2 separate regions of the Mus musculus genome follow, and region 2 is linked to region 1. Evidence: chromatin contacts called from public Hi-C data. All regions are on one chromosome and are shown on one strand. The core of a region is the stretch at or near the end of the contact, and the rest is flanking DNA. Distances in the headings are between cores, read along the strand shown.

Region 1 (3,948 bases), core at 580-3,079:
CCACTCACTGTTGAATCCTACAGCGCTGGTACCAATAGGGCGTGAGGTAAAAGTTTACTGAATGAGGGCCAAGGAGATAGACGGGTTAGTGGGTGGGTAAACGGAATTTGATCCCCAGAACCCATGCAAAGGCCTAAAAGCTAGCCGCAGCACACTGGCATCTCTAATCCCATTAAGCCCGGCGGAAATGGCAAGCGGAGATCAGACTCTCCAGAGGCTCAAGGACCAGCGCCCCTGACTCCCCGCTTGGCACAGAAAGGAAGAAAATAGCGTCTGTCCAGCAGCTGAGGAACCTCAGGTCCCATCAGCTTTCCCAGGTTAGGCTGGTTTTCAGGGTCACCAAGGAAAAGGGAGCTACGGGGAGAAGGGCTGGAATGTAGAAATAGACGCAGACGGTACACTACGTGTGGTACTGCCCCAACTCTCCTCCTCTCCCTGGGTTGCTGCTCTCCATGGGTAAGCAGGACTCTAAGGAAGAACACTAACTCCCTCTGCTGGAATTCTGGACGAGCCCCGCAACTCCCGGCCAAGGTTGAGGGAGTGGCAAGTTCTGATTGCTCCCAAAGAAGACTGTCAAGTGCTTTAGGATCCTGGGCAGACTTGCAACAAGGGAGAGCTCTCTTTTCTAAAAAGGAACCAATCTGAGGTTACCTTCAACCCCGCTTGACCCAGCCCCCATGGTCACGCCCACTAGCAGCCCAGCCAATGGCCTTAGCCGCTCATTGGGAGGAGGATCGGCCCGGAATAATAAGGGAAGCACTGGCGCTGAAAGGCAGGGGCAGCTGGACTGCCACTCAGGGCTATTTGGGGCTCTGCACTTTGCATTCCAGTTAGCGACTAGGTCGTCCGGGACCCGTGGCCCCTTCCTGGCATGCCCGTCCAGGAGGAGAAATACTTTCATTCTTGAGGGAGTCAGTGATTCTCACAAGCCCACGCCCGATGTCAGCCTGCTCTCCAAGTTCTATGATCCCAGTCCCTCAAGAAGGAGCAAAGTGCTGGCAAGGGGCCAGAAGCCAGCAGGAGGGCAAAACGGGCACCTACCATACTCCCAGAGAGGCCCCCGAGCTGCCATTCTTGGGGCTACCTGACCCTACCTGATAGGCCAAGCTTCTACACTTTGCCTTTGCACACTCCCAGCCTGACCTTGGGGAAGTGAACTCTGGCCCTAAGCCTCAGTTTCCCTCCTGTGCATGCATGGAGGAAGGTGGCAGATCCCAGAGGATCTGGGGGTGTGGGGGGTGTGGACTACCTGGGACCATTGCTGAGGTAAGGCCGCCTTCCCCACTCGTTTAGTCAAGGGGTAACCTGGTGTAGGAGCTGGGTATGGATGTGGGCTAAAGGGGTTCCCGAGTGTCTCAGTTGCTCGTGGAGTGCCTTTCGGCCGGGGAGACCCACGCCCTGCGCTCACACTTACATTTGGCCTCCTTCCAGTCGGTGGAGGTGCTCAGGTCCACCTTCGCGGCCATGGCCAGGGGGGCCCAGGTGCGCACCCAGGCTCCACGCCCCGCCGCCCCCCACGCCCCAACTCCCGCCGAGAGCCACGCGCAGTAGCCGTGCTCGCCCAGTGCCACCAGGGGACCGCACGCACTGCCACGGGGCCGCGGGCCACCCGCCGAGCGGCCGGGCCAGGGGCGCAGGGAGACCAGCAGCTGCCCCGCCGCGCGCAGCTGTGCCAGGCGGCCGGACACTTGGCTCTGCAGCGACATGAGCAGGCGGTGCCGGGCGGCTCCCCGCCCACTCGGACTCTATTTACGGTGCTCCGGAGAGTCGCGCTCGGTCCCTTATTTACTCTGGGACGAGAGTGGCGCGTGCCAGCCCGTGGCGACCTGCTTAGAGACCGCGGGCGGCGCGCCGCTGGGCACCCTGGAACTTGTAGTTCCGTCCCGGCCCACTGCGCTCACGCACTGGTAGCACACACGTGCGCACCCAGCCTGTCTGTGTCCTCCCGAGTGTGGCTGCAGCCAACCTTCCGAAGCTCGGTGATTCGACAAGGCACTCCGTGCGTGGGTTTTCCCGCCAAGTCGGCTTCTAGTTCTTTCCGCCTAGTTGCCGTGGCTCATAAGTAAACTCGGTCCTATCGCGTGTTTTGTAGGCATAGAGAGACCTGGACTTGTGTTGGTGCCTCCGCATCACCCAGCTCTGCTTCTGATCCACAGCAGCTGCACGTTCCAGCCTGCCAAGGTGGGGCGGGGGTGATAGGTGCCGCGGACCTATGTGTTAGGGTGGGGCAACTTTTCTGAAGAGCTCGACCTCCCTTAAGCTCCAAGAGCCAAGCAGCGCCGACTGAATTCCACAGCAGCTCACAAGACATTAGTGAGATTTGACAGGAAGAAACCTAGGTGTCAAATAGGCATGGTAAGGCATACTTACAATCCAGCATTCCAGAGGGTGAGGGCGGAGGATCTTAGGAAAGTTTAGGATCAGCCTGACTTACAAGGCAGCCACATAGCAAGACCCTGTCTCAGTCAATAGGTCAGTCTAACAATCAATATAAAAAAGAGCCGGGCAGTGGTGGCGTATGCCTTTAATCCCAGCACTTGGGAGGCAGAGGCAAGCTGATTTCTGAGTTCGAGGCTAGCCTGGTCTACAGAGAGTTCCAGACAGCCAGAGCTACACAGAGAAACCCTGTCTTCAAAAACCAAAAACCAAAAAAAAAAAGGAGAAAAGGAGAGAGAATATGGATCTATAAATGTGGGTGTATAGAAACACTAGAGTAGTGACCTAAGAAGGATAATTTTTTTCTTCTTTATTTTTCTCCTTTTCTTTTGTTGTTGTTGTTGTTGTTGTTGTTGTTTTTTTTTTTTCTTCTCGAGACAGAGTTTCTCTTTGTAGCCCTGGCTGTCCTGGAACTCACTCTGCAGACCAGGCTGGCCTCAAACTCAGAAATCTGCTTGCCTCTGCCTCCCAAGTGCTGGGATTAAAGGCGTGCGCCACCACTGCCCGGCTAATTTTTTTTTTCCTCATATTCCATAATGACATATGCCTGTAACCTGTTCCCGGTTAGCCACTACTTCATATTCAGTTCCACACCAGCCTGGCCTACCTGAGAGCTGGTTGTCAGAGCTACCCAGTGAGACTCTACATTTTTATTTAAAAAGAAAGCGGGGGTGGGGGAGGGATTTAAATCCCGGGGCTGGAGAGATGACTCAGCAGTTAAGATCCCTGACTGCTGTTCCAGAGGACCAGAATTCTATTTCCAGCCCTCACATGGTGGCTCAAAAATCTTCTGTAACTCCAGTTCCAAGGGATGCCACGCCCTCTTCTGGCCTTGCATGGAGTAGTGCACAGCCACACAGGCTGGAAAACACCCAAACACATTAAAAAAAATTTTAGAAATTGTTACTGTGAACCTTAATATCTGAGCCATCTCTCCAGGCCTTGCTCCCTAAACTTTACAAATAAAGATTTAGTTCCTGGGAAACAAAACAAAAAGGAGAGAGAGCAAAGCGAACGACCCTCCTATTGAAACCTCACCACCAACCTGGCAACGTAAACAATGCAGATTTCTCAGCTTATTTCTGAGACAAGAATCTGACGTGAGTCACCAGAATTGCATGCCTCTGGCTTCATCCCTTCCTGGAAGCTCTAAGGGAGCTTGTCCCAGGATTTTCCAGAGGTCACGGGCCCTTCCTGTAGATCCTCCAGCAGCCTGGCAGTGAGCCCAGGCTGCTCCTGTCTTTCATGTGGTGTGGACCATGCTCTCTGGTTCTCCATCTACCATTTCCCAGGCTGTGGTTACGCCGGGCCCCGTCAGCATCCAGGAGACAGTCAGTACTTGCCCACAATCAGCTGGTTTATAGCCGCCGTTTCCCTTTGCCAGAGGCCATCTTCACAGGTTCCAGAGTTTAGGATGTGGATGGCTTGAAGGGTTTTCACTTTGCCCTCCATCCTTCCAGCCAACGACTTAGTAGGGGACTCTAGGAAAAGGCAAGGTTCCACCGAAAAGTC
Region 2 (3,948 bases), core at 562-3,061, 230 kb before region 1:
AAGAAAAGCCTGGGTGGGCTCTGATGAAGTGGGAAGGTTGGATCAAGTTTCTTGTTGCAGTCAACCAAAGCTCTGGGACAACATTAAAGGGGGGAAGCCAAAATTTTTTTTTAAAGGTTTGTTTATTTATTTATTATATGTAAGTACACTGTAGCTGTCTTCAGACACTCCAGAAGAGGGCGTCAGATCTCATTATGGATGGTTGTGAGCCACCATGTGGTTGCTGGGATTTGAATTCAGGACCTTTGGAAGAGCAGTCAGTGCTCTTAACCACTGAGCCATCTTTCCAGCCCGGGGGAAGCCATTTTTTTAACTATTCTATAAACTACATCCTGAATTAGGGCCCCAGACAAACCACCATGTCCCTACAAACCAACCAACCAACCAACCAGTTCTGTTCCTTGTATGAGTGATGAAGCCTGGGAAGTTTCAGAACCCTCCTTTAGTTGTCTGTTGCCTGCAGGGGAAGAGGTTCATCTCTGTCATCTCTCAGTATGGAAATGGATGGTTTGGAGCCCCTGATTTTGTTTTACAAAGGGAACATGAGTGTGTGGGAGTGGGTTTGATTAAAATTGGCATCAGCTATATATAGGTGTGGGTGGTTTCTTCTGTTACTACCTCAGAGACTCAGGAAAGAAAGGCCTATCATCAGGGTAGGCCCTCTGACATCTTGATGTCAAAAGAGGACACAGTATCCCTGTGGAGCACCTCTCTGGTCACCAGGCCAGTTCAACGGTTTGGACTCTGAGCTGGCAGAGGAGCTCGGTGCTGAAAATCAAGGACTCAGGCCCCTTCTCCCCTGCAGAGGCACCGACTGCTGTTTTGAGGCTAGATTTGCATGGGTGTAGAAGAGGGCAAGGTCTGAGCAATAAGTTAGTGAATGAGCTAGCTCTGCTCCTACCTTCACCCCTCTCTGCTCTCCTTCCCTCTCTCCATGGGTTTCAGCTTGGTTTCTTTAAGAGGAAGATCTGTTTTAAGAGAGAGAGAGAGAGAGAGAGAAAGAGAGAGAGAGAATGAGGAGAGAAGAGAAGGAGGGAGGGAGGGACCCCCACTTGGACTCTGAGGGGACCTAAAGGCATGAAATGAGCCCATGTGTCTTCTCTTGCAGCTGTTCCGAGAAGTAAGAATAATGAAGGTTTTGAATCATCCCAACATAGGTGAGAAGCATTGCCGTCCCTTTCTTCCTCCCCCTCATGGAGGCTCCACAGGCCCGCATCCACACAGCCATCCTTCTCCATAGCACATTGCCTTGTGGATTCTGTCCTGGAGGGTGTCAGACTGCTTCTGAAGGCTCAGCTCACAGTTGAGCTACATCTTGGCATTGTGAGCTGCCGTAAGGAATTTGGATGGTTCAAGAGGTCCTTAGCAAGTCTGGACACAGAGTGTGCCTCCTGAGTCCAACACAGCCCTTCTCTTGCAGTTAAGTTGTTTGAAGTGATCGAGACTGAGAAGACTCTCTACCTTGTCATGGAGTATGCCAGTGGCGGTAGGTCTGGCACCGTCTCCCATGTTCATCTCTCCCCTCCCTGCTCCTGCCCCCACCCACCCCACTCACTGTACTCCACCATCTCCTCTCTCGCAGGAGAGGTGTTTGATTACCTAGTGGCCCATGGCAGGATGAAAGAAAAAGAAGCTCGAGCCAAATTTCGCCAGGTGAGTGTGTCTCCACTCTGAGCTGTAGACCCAGCTTTCCCTTTGGGGATCTGGCACAGGCGAGGAACTGCCTGAGCAGTTGGCCTTAGAAGAGGGTACTTCATCCTCTGCTTGTTTGCATGATACTTCAAAATAGGTCACCAGCAACAGTTCTGCCAGCCCGTGTTTCACTTTCAGACGCCAGGCTAACCCTCTTCCTTCCTTTTAGATAGTGTCTGCTGTGCAGTACTGTCACCAGAAGTTCATTGTTCATAGAGATCTAAAGGTGAGGTGTGTTCATATCCCTATGTCTTCCTGTGAGTCTGGGTGGCCCAGGAATTCCAGACACTGATATTCATTTATTTGTTTACTTACTTACTTACTTACTTGAGATGACCTGGAAGTATTTAGGAATGGCTCCCACCATAGCACTAGCAAGCATGCATGCTTTACCCTTGTCAGCTGTCGGGTGTGACAAGAATACTCCAGGCTTTCCTGGTCCTTTTGGCAGCCTGGTCTGTGACTGTGACTCTAATATTACACCTGTTCTCCAGACATATATGCATGTTATCTCTGTTAGCAAGGCACTCATATTTGCACTACCTGTAAGTCAGCTCATTGCTGAAAGAACTTGCAAGCATGACCACGAGACATAGGCCTACTCTGAAGCTTTCCATAGCTCCCAGGATCCCCAGACCTACACATCCCAGCTTTGTACCTTCCTCCTGTCCAGCCTATCTGTGCTGACTGATGCTGCCCTGGAAGTGGAGACAGCTTGAAACTAGAGATGACTTTCTGGTGGCTCTCCCATTCCTCGCCATCCTGCCTGAGCCAGGATCTTAGGGTTCTCTACGGGTGCTCTGATGCTTACCATCTTCCCTCCCAGGCAGAAAACCTGCTCCTGGATGCTGATATGAACATCAAGATTGCAGACTTTGGCTTTAGCAACGAATTCACCTTTGGGAACAAGCTGGATACTTTCTGTGGCAGTCCTCCTTATGCTGCCCCAGAACTTTTCCAGGGCAAAAAGTATGATGGTCCTGAGGTGGATGTCTGGAGCCTGGGAGTCATCCTCTATACACTGGTCAGCGGATCCCTGCCTTTTGATGGACAGAACCTCAAGGTGCAGTGAAATGCAGGCTTCGATCATTTTATTTGTCATTTCCTTTCAGCCTCTGGTCTTACCTCTGCCACACACTTGTCCACTTTTTTCTCAAGCAAGAACTTGAGAGAAAGACCCTCCAAGAAAAATGCAGTTAAATAATCTTGCATGCTAGAAATGGTGGCCCATCCTATAATCCCAGCAGGCCAGGGCAGGAAGACTCGGTTTCATGCCAGCCTAGGCTGGAGAATGAGATATCTCAAAACAAACAAAAGGAGGCTGACAGCAGCAGAGGGAGACAACCCAACCTCCTGCAGGGTGTCCTTTGACCCCCACTTACTCTGTGGCACATACACATCCCATCCACAAAATGAATAAGTGTAATTTTTCTTTAGAAAAGAGGGTGTTAGCCGGGCGTGGTGGCGCACACCTTTAATCCTAGTACTTGGGAGGCAGAGGCAGGTGGATCTCTTTGAGTTCAAGACCAGCCTGGTCTACAGAGTGAGTTCCAGGACAGCCAGGGCTACACAGAGAAACCCTGTCTCAAAAAACCAAAAAAAAAAGAAAAAAAAAAAAACCAAAGAAAAGAGGGTGTTTCACACATAGGCATTAAGAGTCTCAATCCTGTTTTGGAAGATAGTCTGTGTCCACAAGGCCCATGACTGGCATGTAAGGCTTTGCTGCCTCATTTGTGATCTGAATTCTGTTTTCCAATGTCTGCTTATCTGGATCTTGAGTAAGACTTATTCCCTTTCTAACCACAGGAGCTGCGGGAACGGGTACTGAGGGGGAAATACCGTATTCCGTTCTACATGTCCACGGACTGTGAAAATCTGCTTAAGAAATTTCTCATACTTAATCCTAGTAAGAGAGGCACTTTAGAGGTAAGCAACCTAGAATCCAGTTGGCAAAAAAAAATCCTGAGGTTCCCATGGAGACCCCCATGCTGAGTTTCCTTCCCCTTTGCACCTTGCCCTTTCCTCTATTTCCTAGCAAATTATGAAAGATCGGTGGATGAACGTGGGGCATGAGGACGATGAGCTAAAGCCTTATGTGGAACCTCTCCCTGACTACAAGGACCCCCGGCGGACAGGTGAGGCTATGCTAGCTGGGAGCTAGAGCCTGCCCACACATGGAGACCAGCCTTAACTGTCCTCCCCTCCCCCAACCACCAGAGTTGATGGTGTCAATGGGTTACACACGGGAAGAGATCC

The links. Hi-C and Micro-C count contacts between places; a contact is called where the count stands out from the background.
Region 2: a contact with region 1 is called in a Hi-C map of group 2 innate lymphoid cells, with 2.5 times the contacts expected there. A contact is called at or near these places in 6 of 39 promoter capture datasets (cranial neural crest, embryonic stem cells, hematopoietic stem and progenitor cells and 2 more), 19 of 484 Hi-C or Micro-C datasets (the 63-12 cell line, B cells, the N1E-115 cell line and 10 more), 16 of 130 datasets of targeted methods (the SCID.adh cell line, astrocytes, bone marrow-derived macrophages and 10 more) and 3 of 9 other capture datasets (adipose tissue, liver and pancreatic islet).

Annotation. Positions count from the first base shown.
Region 1 is chr19:7,054,649-7,058,596 of GRCm38.p6, reverse strand. Macrod1 (mono-ADP ribosylhydrolase 1) reads right to left here and starts at 1,829. Exons shown (of 11, transcript NM_134147.4): 1 at 1,415-1,829. The coding sequence starts at 1,706.
Region 2 is chr19:7,284,539-7,288,486 of GRCm38.p6, reverse strand. Mark2 (MAP/microtubule affinity regulating kinase 2) reads left to right here. Exons shown (of 18, transcript NM_007928.3): 4 at 1,109-1,157; 5 at 1,421-1,486; 6 at 1,583-1,653; 7 at 1,862-1,918; 8 at 2,519-2,755; 9 at 3,499-3,618; 10 at 3,728-3,827; 11 at 3,910-3,948. Among named protein-coding and RNA genes, the nearest start is that of Gm17227, 11 kb to the left of the region's middle.